Regions from separate parts of the Sus scrofa genome. Here region 2 is linked to region 1. The links are chromatin contacts, called in public promoter capture Hi-C maps. All regions are on one chromosome and are shown on one strand. The core of a region is the stretch at or near the end of the contact, and the rest is flanking DNA. Distances in the headings are between cores, read along the strand shown.

What was found. Promoter capture Hi-C pulls out the DNA fragments that hold promoters and counts their contacts.
Region 2: a promoter capture Hi-C map of liver shows a contact between it and region 1, with 4 times the contacts expected there. The contact joins the enhancer-like site here to the promoter of RNASEL in region 1. A contact is called at or near these places in 1 of 5 promoter capture datasets (liver), 9 of 47 Hi-C or Micro-C datasets (embryonic fibroblasts, fibroblasts, liver and 2 more) and 1 of 2 datasets of contacts at active chromatin or transcription factors (skeletal muscle).

The regions. Positions count from the first base shown.
Region 1 is chr9:123,906,235-123,913,151 of Sscrofa11.1, reverse strand. RNASEL (ribonuclease L) reads left to right here and starts at 2,766. Exons shown (of 7, transcript NM_001097512.1): 1 at 2,766-2,804; 2 at 5,339-6,917. The coding sequence starts at 5,528. It overlaps LOC110255523 (a long non-coding RNA gene), which reads right to left. Exons shown (of 4, transcript XR_002335960.1): 3 at 158-329.
Region 2 is chr9:123,950,196-123,957,112 of Sscrofa11.1, reverse strand. It overlaps RGS8 (regulator of G-protein signaling 8), which reads left to right. Exons shown (of 10, transcript XM_021063775.1): 10 at 1-3,826. Among named protein-coding and RNA genes, the nearest start is that of RGS16, 35 kb to the right of the region's middle. Within about 2 kb of position 3,957, at least 8 of the 83 cell types and tissues checked have an H3K27ac peak or open chromatin away from gene starts, as enhancers often do. A contact at or near this core is called in liver, where this site is marked.

The sequences.
Region 1 (6,917 bases), core at 1,517-4,016:
CGGGGAAGAGGGAAAGGGAAGTTCCCTGGGGGCTGGGAGGCCGGGGGTGGCGGGGGGAGGTGGTGGCCTGGGAGAGAGGGCCTCTGGAAATGCCACAGGACAGACACAGACAGGGGAGCTCTTAGGTTAAGAGCAGAGGCACAAGGCGAAGACCCACCTTTGCCTGCTGACTGGTTCTCATGGTGGCCACCATTATGGGTAACTTCCTTCAGCGGGTGACAATGCAACAGCCAAGCTGTTATGTCGCGTGGATTGGACCAGCTCAGCTGTCACTTCAGAGCCCATCTCCTCTGTCGACTGGACCCAGCCCGAGCCGTTCCAAGTTCTTCCTGGAACAGAGCAAGGGGTGGTTCTCCTTTGTCAATGAACCATGCATTATCCACTGGGGTGCGGGGGGTGGGTTGGGGGGGTCTACTTCTGTGCCACTGTGATGTCATATAAACTAAAAACAATTAGTATTCTTTGTAATTTCATCATGTCTCTGAGATGAGACATGACCTTTCTTCAATGTTCTACACCCATAGAACGTGCTAGCATATACATGTTTAGCAAATGTCTCTTAAGTTAATGATTCTTTTTAAATCCAGCAAGAGATGACCAGTTAGATGACCCTTTCCAGCTTCCTATAGACTCCTCTCCCCAGACGTCCCACAGGCTCTTCATATGGAGCACAGTCAAAGCCAAGGTCGTTATGTGCCCCTCTGATGTCTACTGCCTTCTGTCTCCCTAACGCTGATACAAAGACGCTGCTTCTCCCAGTTCACCTAGATTTCTTAGAGGCAAATTTCATCCTCTTTAATCTGGGCTCCAAAAACAGCTTCCCACATGGTTTCCCTCCCCAGTCCTCTCCCCCTCCAGCTCACCTTCCAGGCTGGGTCCATCTTTACTCATAAAACACAGAACTGAGCACACCATGACTGCATCAAAGCCCTTTGACAGCTTCCCTTTGACTATAAGGGCACATTCATCTCTTAGATGACATGTGAGGCTCTGATCCCACCTAAGTCCCTCTCCTGACTTATCTCCTGCCCAGACGGCCCTTAGACACAAGCTGTCCTCTCTGCTTTGAATGGCTTCTTTTTTTTTTTTTTTCAATTGGGGGTTGGGGGCTGAGAAGGAACATATCCTCCTCAAAAGAACTCCTGAAAATCCAGCAAACCCTCACTTCCTCAAGTGAAGCCTTCCCAGACGTCCACTGCAGAGAATTAATCTCTGCCACTTCCGTGATTCTGGGACACCATTCTTACCTTGATTGCCTCACGTGCGAACTGGAAGCACTACTTCTCTCTCCACAGCGCTTTTTCTTTCCCTAAACCGCTCTCTTTCAAGATCAGGAGCCGTATTATCTGATAAGATGGGACAGAACAGACCACAGTAAAGCGATTCAGAGCAGGAGCTGTGGAGCAGGAATATTGGGGTTGGACTCCTGGCTCACTCGCTGTATGGCCTTGGGAAGTTAATAAGCCTCTCCAAGGCTTGGGTCCCTCATCTGTAAATGAGGACAATAAGAATGCACCCTGCCTAGGGAACAGGGGATGAAATAAAAGTGTTTAGCACCACACTAACGTCCCATGAATATTATCTATTCTTATGATCTGATTCCAGGTACTTAGCACAGGGCCTTGGACTCAGGAGGCATCAGTCGATAACTATTTGACTTTTTGAAAACAATGGAAGAGTCGTGATTCAAAGCCAGGATTCCAGGTCTACTTTTTCAGGTATAGTACAGATGTTTCCATGCTATATTTCATCTGATGTAAGATGCACTCCAGAATTCCAGATAAGAAAGCAGAAGGTCAAGCCATTAATTCAGGCCAGCTGGTGCTATTTCTGAATCAGTGCTGTTGCTTCCTTGTGGCACTGAAAGGCTCTGGCCCATCCTCACCCTCTGCTGCCCCCCTGTGGCTACATCAGGTCAGGCTCCCAAATCCTTTAAACTCGCCTGGTTATTCAAATTGCTTTATGAGGAAAAGAAAGGTTTAAAACGTAAATAATTGAGGAAGGAGCCAAAGGGTGAGAGATGTAAGTTAGTCAGGTGCTAGACAGTGGAGTTTGAATCTTCATTATTTATAAAATAGTTCCCTTCACTGCAAATCCTCATCCTGGTATTTCCAACCCTCCTTATTAATTACTACTAATTATTCTCTGCAGCATTTTCACCACAAAGCATATTATATATACTTATGTTGTCTGGCTTCTCCCATAAGAATGAGGGTGGGCATTTTCCTCTATGCTGTCCAGTGATGCAGCCCGAATCTCTAGAACAAGGGAAGTTAATCATTTCGTGCCTCAGTTTCCTCATCTGTACAATGGGGTCAAAAATAGTAGCTACCTCATAAGGATTAGATTTTGTGATTTAATATATATAAAGGGCTCAGAACAGTTACTTGAGCACACGCAAGAGCTATGTAAATGTCTGCTACCATCACCATCATCGTCATCATTCTTCTTTTCCGGTAGCAGGTACTATTCACTCCTTCAAAAAGACAGGGATTTGGGAAAACATGGTTGGGATGGAGCTGGATGCTGGGACCTGAAAGGCTCAAGGCTGAGCAGCAGGATCCTGGACGTCAAGTCAGCGCCCAGCTGCCAGGGAAGAGCCATCCCTTTCCTCTAGGGGGTTTAAAGGTGCCACCACCTCTGCCTGGGTGTGGGCATGTGCAGTGTGCCCTCCCTCCTCCTTCCACATTTTTTTGGCCCCGCCCACTGGCTCAGGGACTTCCTCAGGAGGCGCTGTTTGCCCGCTGGCAAGAGGATTTGACGATGAAGTGCTGCCAGAGGGAGGAGGCGGCTGCATTTAAAAGGTAAGGTGCGCAGAAGGAAGAGAGCCGGAAAAGCCTGAGAAGGTGTTTTCTTTGAACGATTCCCGAGGGTGGGCTGGGCGGAAGGAAGGACACACAGCTCCGGAGGACCTGCACCCCCGGGAGCATTCCAGGGTTTCTGTCACTATCCACACAGTCTTCTTTCAAGTGGGCTTGGTTTGTCGGGCATCTCTGGTACTTGGAGAAAATGAAAGTGAAATCGAGACTCTCCCCTTGCAGCCCTTTCGCTGAGCTGTTTCTGTTCTCTGCTCTCGCTTTCTTTGAGTTTCTTCCTCCTCTGCTCCTTTACTTACTCCAGCCCACCTCAACACCCATCCTCACCAGAACTGTCTACACAAGCAGAGGTGTCACTGCCGGGTGTTTGTGCTTACGCTGCCCATCCGATCGATCGGCTCTCCCAGGTGGGAGTTTTGAGAATGTCAGAGGGGTGAGATGGCTGAAAAGTGGTGGCCTTGTGAATTTTGTAGCCGATGCAGTTCGCTAAATATGTAAGTAACAGTTTGCTGCTGTCTGATATTTGAACTGGTTCTAAATTGCTCTGATGTGACTGAGGGCAGCTGGACTAAAAACAAACACCCCAGATTCCTATTTGTGTAGCAGGTATATGCACATGGGTGGGGAGGGTGGATTTATTAACCTTTTTATAAGGGGACATCATTAGCTCTACCATTTATCGGATGCCTAATATTTCCCCCTCCCTACTTTAATACACTTTCTAGGGGGGACTTTATTTATCGTTGCCACATTTGAGGAAACAGAAAATTGAGACTCAATAATCTAAGGTTATACAATTAGGAAGTAAGAGTCTAGTAGTCAGACAACCAGGGGCTCAAATGTAGATCTTGCTGAGGTCAGAGCCTAGCTCTTTCCCCTACCCTGCATGACTTAATTTTTTTCAGCCACACCTGCAGCTGTGCAAGTTCTCAGGCCAGGGACTGAACCTGCACCACAGCAGTAACAACACCGAATCCTTAACTGCCGGGCCACTAGGGAACTCCTATCCTATACTACCTTAAAATAGGAAAGCACATCCGCAGAGAGTCAGAGACACACCGAGCAATGGCAACCAGAAATGCAAATTGACAGAAGACACATTTTGTCTCATTAAATGAGGGTTCTGGTGTTTTCAAGAGGCCATCTATTTCTTCTTTTTTTTTTTTTTTTTTTTTTTTTTTTTTTGTCTTTTTTTGCTATTTCTTGGGCTGCTCCCGCGGCATATGGAGGTTCCCAGGCTAGGGGTTGAATCGGAGCTGCAGCCACCGGTCTACACCAGAGCCACAGCAACACTGGATCCGAGCCGCGTCTGCAACCTACACCACAGCTCACGACAACGCCGAATCCTTAACCCACTGAGCAAGGGCAGGGACCGAACCCGAAACCTCATGGTTCCTAGTTGGATTCGTTAACCACTGCGCCACGACGGGAACTCCCAAGAGGCCATCTGTTTCTGATAAGAGTATGTTTATATGGCATTGGAAAAAAAATCAGTAATACAGGCTGAGAATCCTAAAAACAATCACAGCCTTTGACCATTCAGTTCTTTGAAATCTATCACAAGAAATCTCTTGGAGTTCCCATCGTGGCGCAGTGGTTAACGAATCCGACTAAGAACCATGAGGTTGCGGGTTCGATCCCTGCCCTTGCTCAGTGGGTTAACGATCCGGCGTTGCCGTGAGCTGTGGTGTAGGTTGCAGACGCGGCTCGGATCCCGCGTTGCTGTGGCTCTGGCGTAGGCCGGTGGCTACAGCTCCGATTCAACCCCTAGCCTGGGAACCTCCATATGCCACGGGAGCGGCCCAAGAAATAGCAACAACAACAACAACAACAACAAAAAGACAAAAAAAAAAAAAAAAAAAAAAAGAAATCTCTTACAAGCTCTGTCATAAGAAAGCAAACTAAAATAAGCTGCTTGCTGCCACATTATTTAGAATTGTGAAGATGTTCTCATTTTAAAACTCTTGTCTAAAAGTTACTTGAAAAATCTGCTCGGTAATAGGGAACTGCAACAACTCTCTGATGGCATATTGCACAGCCATGAAATGTTTTAAAACACTTTGTAATAACATAGGTCATTTATAGTGAAGCATTAAATGAAAGGGAAGAGGATGCAAAGTTATTTACCTAGCAGGAGCCCAACTATTTTTAAAAAATCTATGGAGCTATACTAAAATATTAACAATGCCTGTTTCTGGGCAGTGGTACCATAGAATAATAATTTTCTTATTTATAATTTGTATATATTTATGATATCCTGTAATCAAAGTTTCTATAATAACTGAGTAGATATATTTTGAAAAGGTTGCTAATAAAATTAATTTTTCTGAGAATTTCCTTGGTGGCACAGCAGGTTAAGGATCCTGCATTGTCAGTGGCTCAGATTGCTGCTGTGGCACAGGTCTGACCCCTGGCCTAGGAACTTCTGTATGCCTTGAGCACAGTGAAGAAAAAAATTAATTTCTCTGATACAAGTGTTTTCTCACTATTATAACATTATAAAGTACCTCTCTCATCTCTAGGCGGAAAGTCAGAAGACTCCACGAGCACTGTGCTGCCTCATAGCGAGGGGCTATGGCCAGATAATTCCCATTTCCCCTGACAGGAGCTTCTAAGCGTTCCATGTCCCCTTTGGTCAAATTCCAAGGAGATACGTTTTCATTTTCTCAAAGAAAAGGCAAAAAGAGTTGCAGCCAGTGGTATTTACTGTCATGGAGACCAAGCGCCATAACAACCCTCAGGAAACACCCACACCCTCTAGTGATGGGGGGGCTTCCTTGGAAGAAATGTTGACTCAAGCTGTTCAAGAAGCAGACATTGAGCAGGTCCGGCAATTGCTAGAAAGAGGGGCTGATGCCAATTTCCAGGAAGAGGAATGGGGCTGGTCACCTTTGCATAGTGCAGTGCAAATGGACAGTGAGGACCTTGTGGCTCTTCTGCTGAAGCATGGCGCCGACCCTTGTCTGCGGAAGAGGAATGGGGCCACTCCCTTCATCATCGCTGGCATCACCGGGAACGTGAGGCTGCTCCAACTCTTACTTCCTAACGTGGAAGATGTGAACGAGTGCGATGTTAATGGCTTCACAGCTTTCATGGAAGCCGCCGTGTACGGTAGAGTCGAAGCCTTAAGGTTCCTGTATGAGAATGGAGCAGACGTGAACATGCATCGAAAGACAAAGCAGGATCAAGAGAGGATTCGGAAAGGAGGGGCCACCGCCCTCATGGATGCTGCTGAAAAGGGGCATGTGGGTGTCGTGACGATCCTCCTCCACGAGATGAAGGCAGAGGTCGATGCCCGTGACAACATGGGCAGAAATGCTTTGGTCTATGCTCTTCTCAACCCCGACGATGGGAAGGCGAAGGCCATCACTCGCCTCCTGCTGGACCACGGGGCCGATGTCAATGTGAGGGGGGAAGGAAGTAAGACGCCCCTGATCCTGGCAGTGGAAAGGAAGAATCTGGATTTGGTGCAGATGCTTCTGGAACAAGAACAGATAGAAGTGAATGACACAGACAGAGAGGGCAAGACGGCCCTGCTGCTTGCTGTCGAACTCAGACTAGAGGAAATCGCCAAGCTGCTGTGCCACAGAGGGGCCAGCACAAATTGCGGGGACCTTGTGGCAATAGCGAGACGCAATTACGACAGTGACCTTGTGAAGTTTCTTCGCCTTCATAAAGCCGGAGAAGATTTTCGCCCTCCTGCTAAAGACTGGAAGCCTCAGAGCTCACGCTGGGGGGAGGCCCTGAAACATCTGCACAGGATATGGCGCCCCATGATTGGCAAACTCAAGATCTTCATTGACGAAGAGTATAAAATTGCGGACACTGCTGAAGGGGGCATCTACCTGGGGCTCTATGAAGACCAAGAGGTGGCTGTGAAGCGGTTCAGTGAAGGCAGCACACGGGGACAACAGGAAGTCTCTTGCCTGCAGAGCAGCCGAGCCAACGATAACGTGGTGACGTTCTATGGCAGTGAGAGCGACGGGAGCTGTCTGCATGTGTGCCTCGCGCTGTGTGAGTACACGCTGCAGGAGCACTTGGCCAACCACCGAGGGGACGCTGTGCCAAACGAGGAGGATGAGTCTGCCCGAAACATCCTCT
Region 2 (6,917 bases), core at 2,708-5,207, 43 kb before region 1:
CTGCTTGCTTCCTGGGAGCATGCTTTCTAGGAAAGGTCCCTCGCTCGAGGGCCGTCTTGGCCGATCAGCAGCTTCCGTCTTGGTCGCTGACTTTGGGGAACTGAACATGGAACAGGAGGTGAGGCTAAGATCACTGTGAACCTCTGGGTGTGGAGAACCTTCCTAAAATGGCTTCGTGGTGCCCTGGCGCCGCTCTTAGAAATACGTCGGGAAAATCTCCTTTGGAGGATGAGCGAGATGCAGGAAACCTATTCCAGCTGCCCAGGCAAAAGCTCGCTTTGGCCCAAGACTGCAGTGCTGAGAAGATGAAACCTCAGCAGAGGGGCCAGAAAGCAGAAGAGGAGGCTGGACTCCAGGTGGACTGAATCACGGAGAACGTGCTGGAGGTACCATTGGCGTGATTCACAGCCGCTGGATTTGGATTCACGGCAGAGCTCGCAAACCTTCAGCTTGACGAAAGCAACGAGCACCAGCTGAGGCATCCGTGCTGGAGTGCAGGGAACTGAGACCTGGCCTGAATCCTTTCCTCCCGTCGAGTGGGGGTTGGGGCCCTTTTCGATACACCAGAGTTCCAGTGTGCATCCCGATCCAGTAACTTCCTGAATCTCTTCCTTCCTTGGCCCCCGCTAGACAAGGCCAAGAAGGCTCTTGAGTCCCACTGGCTGTTAGGGTCCCCCGCCCTGCCGTATATCTGTGCGTATCTGCGAGCGAGGGTTGGTGGGTCTGCACGAACCATCGAGAAGCGAGAACGCAGGCCTCCTGAAGGGACCTGTGGAACGCCACATTCGGAGCTCCGCAGCCTCATTCGGGTGTTCCTGGTTAGATCAGGTAGGAGTCCCCTGTCCCCACAGGTGAAAATCCATCCTTAGCTTAAGCTGCCAGAATTAATTTAACGATCAGAGTCTCAAACAGGGTATTTTAAACGTTGTTTACACACGAAACGTGCATCTGCTGCCAACTCTGCTGTCGAACACGAGGTGCATATCCATTGGAACAGTCCAGAGTTAGGGAAACACGAAACATTCTAAGAGCAGCCTTGTCGCCCCTGCCACTGCCCCAGGAGAAGAGTCTGAACAGGAGCGTTGGGTGGTGGCCTCATTTGAGGCCCAAGTTCTTGCCAACTGTAGTGGCTCGAAGGCTGCAGAGGGCGGTGTCACGGCGCCTGGTAACTCCCTCCCTCGGTGGGGGCTCATGAAGGACCAGGCTTGGGGAGCCCGAAATTTGCCGCTAAGTGATGGTAAGTGGGGGGGAACGTAACGTGTGTAGAAGAACCCGATAGCTATGTTTGTGGTACTTGTGTGTGTGTGTGTGTGTGTGTGTGTGTGTGTGTGTGTGTGACAATTACGAGCACTAGACTGGTGTGATCTTCCCATGGGTGGAGCTTTCTTCACACCCTTTATGTCCTGCTTCCCACAAAAGGCACAGAGCTCTCCACTCTGATGCTCCTTTAGGCACTTTGGTCATATGCCAGCCCCAATTTTGGTCTGTGATGAAACAAGGAGAAATGTTTACAACATCTAGAGCAATAGCCACGCATACCTCATCCCTGACCTCCGCCTCTCCCAGGCCTGCCCTCTCCCCCGCCCCCTCTCCGCAATTCCTGCTCTGCCGCGTTAGGGGGGCACCCCCAGGGGCTGCTTCTCCCCGTTGGCGTCTTCCTTGGCTCCTCACCCCGGGCTCGTGCTGTGCACTGCCTTCTGGGCTGGAGGCTTGCCCTGAGCCTGGGCCTTTGAAGGCCCACAGCAAGTCCGGGCCCTCGGCCGGGCAGAGCTGTGACTTTTAGGACTGCTCTCCATCCCAGAGTGGCCGTTGGGGCCCGTGGGAATGTTAACCTGTGTGGGGCTGGTGTGGGTTTTCTGTTGCTCTCGGCGAACCAACTAGAACACAGTCGGCGACGACCATTCACAGCCATGGCACCTCTGGGGTGAGGAAGGGTCCCTGAGCAGCGTATGTTATTCAGCTCGATTCACTGGGTTCACCCAGAAAGCCTGTTACAAGTGCTAATTCCCAGAGAGGCTGATCCAGTAGATCTGGGGTGTGACCCAGATGTCTGCATTTTTAGATGCGTTCCCAGGTGCCTAGTGGCCTGTGGACCATCCTTTGAATAAAAGATGGTTGAAGACGGTGCTCCGAGATGGAGGCTCTCGCCCTCGGCTGTTCATTGGAATCACCTGAGGAGTTTAAAAAACCCAAATGCCCAGGTCCCACCGCAGAACAGCTTGGGGTTGGAGTGCAAGGCACATTGGGGTGATTCTAATGTGCAGGTGAGGTTGGGAAGCCCGAGGAGTGAGGAGGAACCCAGCCGAGGGTGAACAGAGCGGTGCGGGCCGAGAGGGCTGGAACACTCCCAGACAGCAGCATGCATAATAACCCAGAATCCACCAGCCCAGAATTGGACCCTGGGTGGCTGCCTCTGGGGCCTCTCTGATGGGCTCCTTAGAGAGAAACTGTTTCTGCCCCAGCTCCAGGCATGGTCAGGCAGCAGCTATGCCAATGGTGAGAACTGAAGGGGTACTTGGGGTTTTCTGTTCCTCCCAAGTCTTGCTCACAGCGCCTCCTCCAAGCTGGCCTCCTGGGCTGCACCTGTTTGTTTGTTTTTATGCGCTCTCGTGTTTGGTCATTTCTGCTCAGGCTGGGTCCAGAGGCCCCATGATACGGTGGTTGGAGTCAGGTGGTGAGTAAAGGGTGTGTGGCCATAATAATAGTGGTGGCACAATAACTTCCAAATGAGTATTGTAATTGGTATTACCCTTGGAATATCAAGCTCTTTGAGGCTTTCTTTTCCGAGGCCGCCATGGGGTTTTGGTTTTTGCTCTAAGCCCTCACCGTTCCCTCTTTGGTCTCAGGCCGGACAGGCATCTGGAAAGTTCCTGGCTGGTTTTACTCTCTGGTGCTCTCCCCAGAACGTGCCGCGCTGGATTAACCAAAGCTGTGAAACGGCTCTCTGCCCAGGCTGTGGGGCCCGGCCTCTGGGTGCAGGTCTTGGGTGCCTGTCCTCGGCAGGGCCGGGCAACTGAGCACTCCAGGTCCTGGACTGTGAGGGAAAGGCAAGAACTCATTGTGCTAAGAGCCGGGGGAGGCTGGGAATGGGGAAGACTGAAGAGGAAGAACTGGGGGGGGGGGCGCGAAGACACGCAGCTCCTGTGGCATCTCCATAACCCCGGGGGAGAGCGGATGAGCGGCACAGTCAGAGGCAGGATGCTCTCCCATCCCAAAGGGCACCCAGCACTCTCCTGACCCTGTCTGTGCCCACCTCCAAACAAGGCTGAGGAATTTAGGACTTTCCATCCGAGGCTGTCCTTCCATCTGCCAAGTATCAGCCCTCTTTAAATCTGCAGCCTCCGTTTTAGAAGCAAGAGAGGTGGCCAAGTCCCCCCTGGCAGTGAAGAGCCTGGTCCACTTGGCATGGGATCGCGAAGGAGGAAGCCAAGACCAGCAATGTCTTCCTGTCCCTGTGACCTCTTGGGATTCACGAGAGGCTGGGGACCAAGCGGAGAGACGGGGGATGGGGCCACTGGCCTTCGCAGGTGTGCGGTCCGGGTCCTTTCCATAACCACATCCTTCGTGAGTCTTACTCCTTTCTGCCCCTCTGCTCCTCGCCCTCTGCCAGGTCCTGCAAAGGTGGCCAGGCTGGTGTGTGCTCCAGCCTTAGCCGAGTCGCGCGGCGCACACGACAGTTTTGTAGCAGCTCATCTGCCACAGAAACGGCTTGGCTGATGGAGCCTCACTGAGTTGTTTCATTACCGTGCAAAGTGGAATAATGCCACTCACCCCTACTATAAACAAGGCTGTGGAGAGCATAATAAACAGAACCTGAACACGCTGCCCTTTGCTCTCTGCCCACATTTCTGGCCGGCTGACTCCTTCCGAGGCAACGCTCCCCGTAACACATGGGCTCCCGGGCGGGGGCAGGGGGTGGGGTGAGCACGCGGCCTCTCCCTGGCGGAGGCTGGCATGGGGCTGGCCATCCGGAAAAGCAGCAGCGTGGGTGGAAACGGGATGGGAATGGCTTGGGGGTGAGTGTGGGGGTGGAGAGTGGCTTCGGGGGATGAGAGCAGCCTCGAAGCTGTAAAGTGCTCTACAAACCCGAGGTGGTGTTTTTATTAGTCCCACCCACTGCCTGAAAACACGGGGAGAGAAGAGGCTGAGGGTGGGTTTATAGCGCTGTTCAGCTGGAGCGATCTGAAAACGGAGGCAGCTGATCTCGCTTGTGCGTGTGTTTCACTGTATGCAGTCGGTGTGCCCCTGCAAGGCCTGTCTGAGTCAGCCAGGCCTCCACAGCCTCTGCTGACAGGTCCCGTGGAAGGGACTGCAGGGGAACGAGCCGGAGCACCTTTTTAAGCGTGGTGATGGGACAGAGATACCCAAAATATTAACAACCCCAAATAACTAAAAGGCACCAGAGAAGTTCTTGTTTTTAAAGGAAAGCTGATGTTTCTTCAAAGGCGAATGCTTTGGGTTAAATGAAGAAGCCTTGGGGTTCCCATCATGGCTCAGTGGTTAATGAACCCAGCTAGCATCTATGAGGATTCGGGTTCTATCCCTGGCCTTGCTCAGTGGATTAAGGATCTGACGTTGCCGTGAGCTGTGGTGTAGGTCGCAGGTGTGGCTCAGATCTGGCATTGCTGTGGCTGTGGTGTAGGCCGGCAGCATAGCCCTGATTCGACTCCTAGCCTGGGAACCTCCATATGCTGCGGGCGTGGCCCTAAAAAGACCAAAAAAAAAAAAAAAAAAAAAAAAAAAGAAGAAGGCTTTTGCCATGCAAATGATACCCCTGCCCCATCCCAGGCTTTGCTGGGTGCCATCCCCAGGAGGCGGCTGGTCCTGGGGAGGGGAGGGGTTGGCTCCCCTCTTTGCAGCTTTGCTTTTCTCCTTCTTGCTACCTCGATTGCCACTTGGGCTTTCTGACACTGCACCCCTTCTCCACCCCACTCAGACTGAGAAGAACGGGGAAGGAGGTGAGATGAGGGAGCCAGGGGCCCATGCCTCCTGGGACAGGCCTCCGGCTCTCCAAGCCTGGGAGGACTCTGGTGAGTCCTTCCTGGGCTTGTGGGAGACTCTGTCCCTTGGGGAGTCCTTCCTTCGGCCAGCTCTGCCCAGCAGGCCTTCTCCTCTGGCCGGTGGCTTGCTCTTTCCTGGGAGGTGCCCCACCTCTTGGGGTGGGGCTGCAGTCGGTTTTGCCCTCCAGGACGCCCTCTAGGACAGCTCCTCGGATGACCCGGTGCCAGTCTCTTTCTCTCAGAGACCTGCAGCCGGCTCATTGGAAGCACTGGGGCCTTCACTTGGCCCTAGAATTACAGCAGCAACTGCTCTGCCTTCGATCTGCAGCCAGAGCCTCCAGCCAGCCCACTGCTCTCCTTTTCAGTTTTCCAGGCTGGTGTCAGGTCCCCAGGCATCAGGGGGCACATGTCAGGCTCTCCCAGGGACCCACCATGGGAGGGAGAGATGAGAGATGGGCACTCGGCCCCATGTGCGTGGGGTGGGACTCACAACTCCCTCCAAAACCCTTCCCTGATTCTCTCCAGCCTTGACCCTTTTCTCTCTGAGACGGGCTTTGAGTCCCCCTCCCTGGTTCTCCCCCCGCTCCCGCTTTGTTTGCTTGGTCTGGAACCCTTTGGATCTAAAATCTATTTCCCAGGCCTTGACTGAAGCCTCTTATGAATGGAAAACCCTTAACGCTATGCAGGCATCTCATTAACATACAGTAAATGTGGGAAAATGTGGAAAAACACAAAGTCCCTTCTGGTCCTACTGTCTTTATCAACAACCTGAGAGCCAGAGGGAGATAAAGGGAAGTCACTAGATTACTCCCTCCTCTGGACACATTTCTTTGTTGGGGTCTGTCCTGGTCCCCTCCCCAGGAGGTGTGGGACGAAGTCTTCCTAAAGACAGGAAGGAGAATGTGGGGCTCCATCAGAGGGGTGCTGCCCCCGCCCCCTGTCCTCGCCTCATTCTACAACATAGAGGAGAGCCCGGGCCCACCGCCCCTGACACCTGGGCTGCAGGCCCAGCCACGGCGGCAAAGTCACAAACCTGGGAGAACTGTCTTTGGCTAGGGTTCCATCCCACACGTCCCTCATAATCCAGGCTGAGAGGCAGATGTCTGAGGGTGAACCCCAGCTTTAGCTGTGTGACCCTAGGAAAGTTATTTCTCTGTGCTTCAGTTGTCTCATCTGTAAATCTAAAATTTTCACAGGGCCAACCACTTGGGGCTGTTGGGAACATTATGTAAATTGACATGGAAGGCTGTTTATGATGCTGCCCAGCACATAGTAGGCACACCGTGTGTGTGAACTGGCATCTTCTCTCACACGGGGATCACCAGGGCTCAAGCCAGCAGCCCCATTCAGAACTCACTTGCTTCTTGATTGAAAAAGGAAACCACTCAAAGCCAAGGATATTGCAAGTTCAATGTCATTTCCTTCCCTGCTAAACCATAAACTCCCTGAGGGCAGAGACCATGTCTGCCTGAGTCCCTGCTCTAATTCTTAAATAGCTGTTGAAAGAACATTCTACTTATAAAGGTTTTTTGAGCACCTCTTAGAGATTAGGCACTGGGGTTGATTGGAGGGGGAGGCAAGAAATTACAACCTGGGCCCTCCAAGAATTTACGTGACTCTTAAAGGAACTTAACCCTTCACAACCCTTGTTAAGGCTTCAGAGACAGATCTCAGTGAGCCAAAGACTTAACCAAAGGAGTAGTAAAGGAAGTGGCTGCATAGCAACAAGTGGCAATACTAACAAAAACCACCCAGGAGCCAGGAGCTTTGCAGAGCAATGTAGATGCTACATCTAGTGGAATCCCCCCCAACAACCCTACAAAATAGTGTGTGTGTTTGCTGGGGCTGCCGTGATAAAATACCTCAAGCAGCGTGGCTTATAACAGCAGAAATTTATTTCTCCTGGTTCTGGAGGCT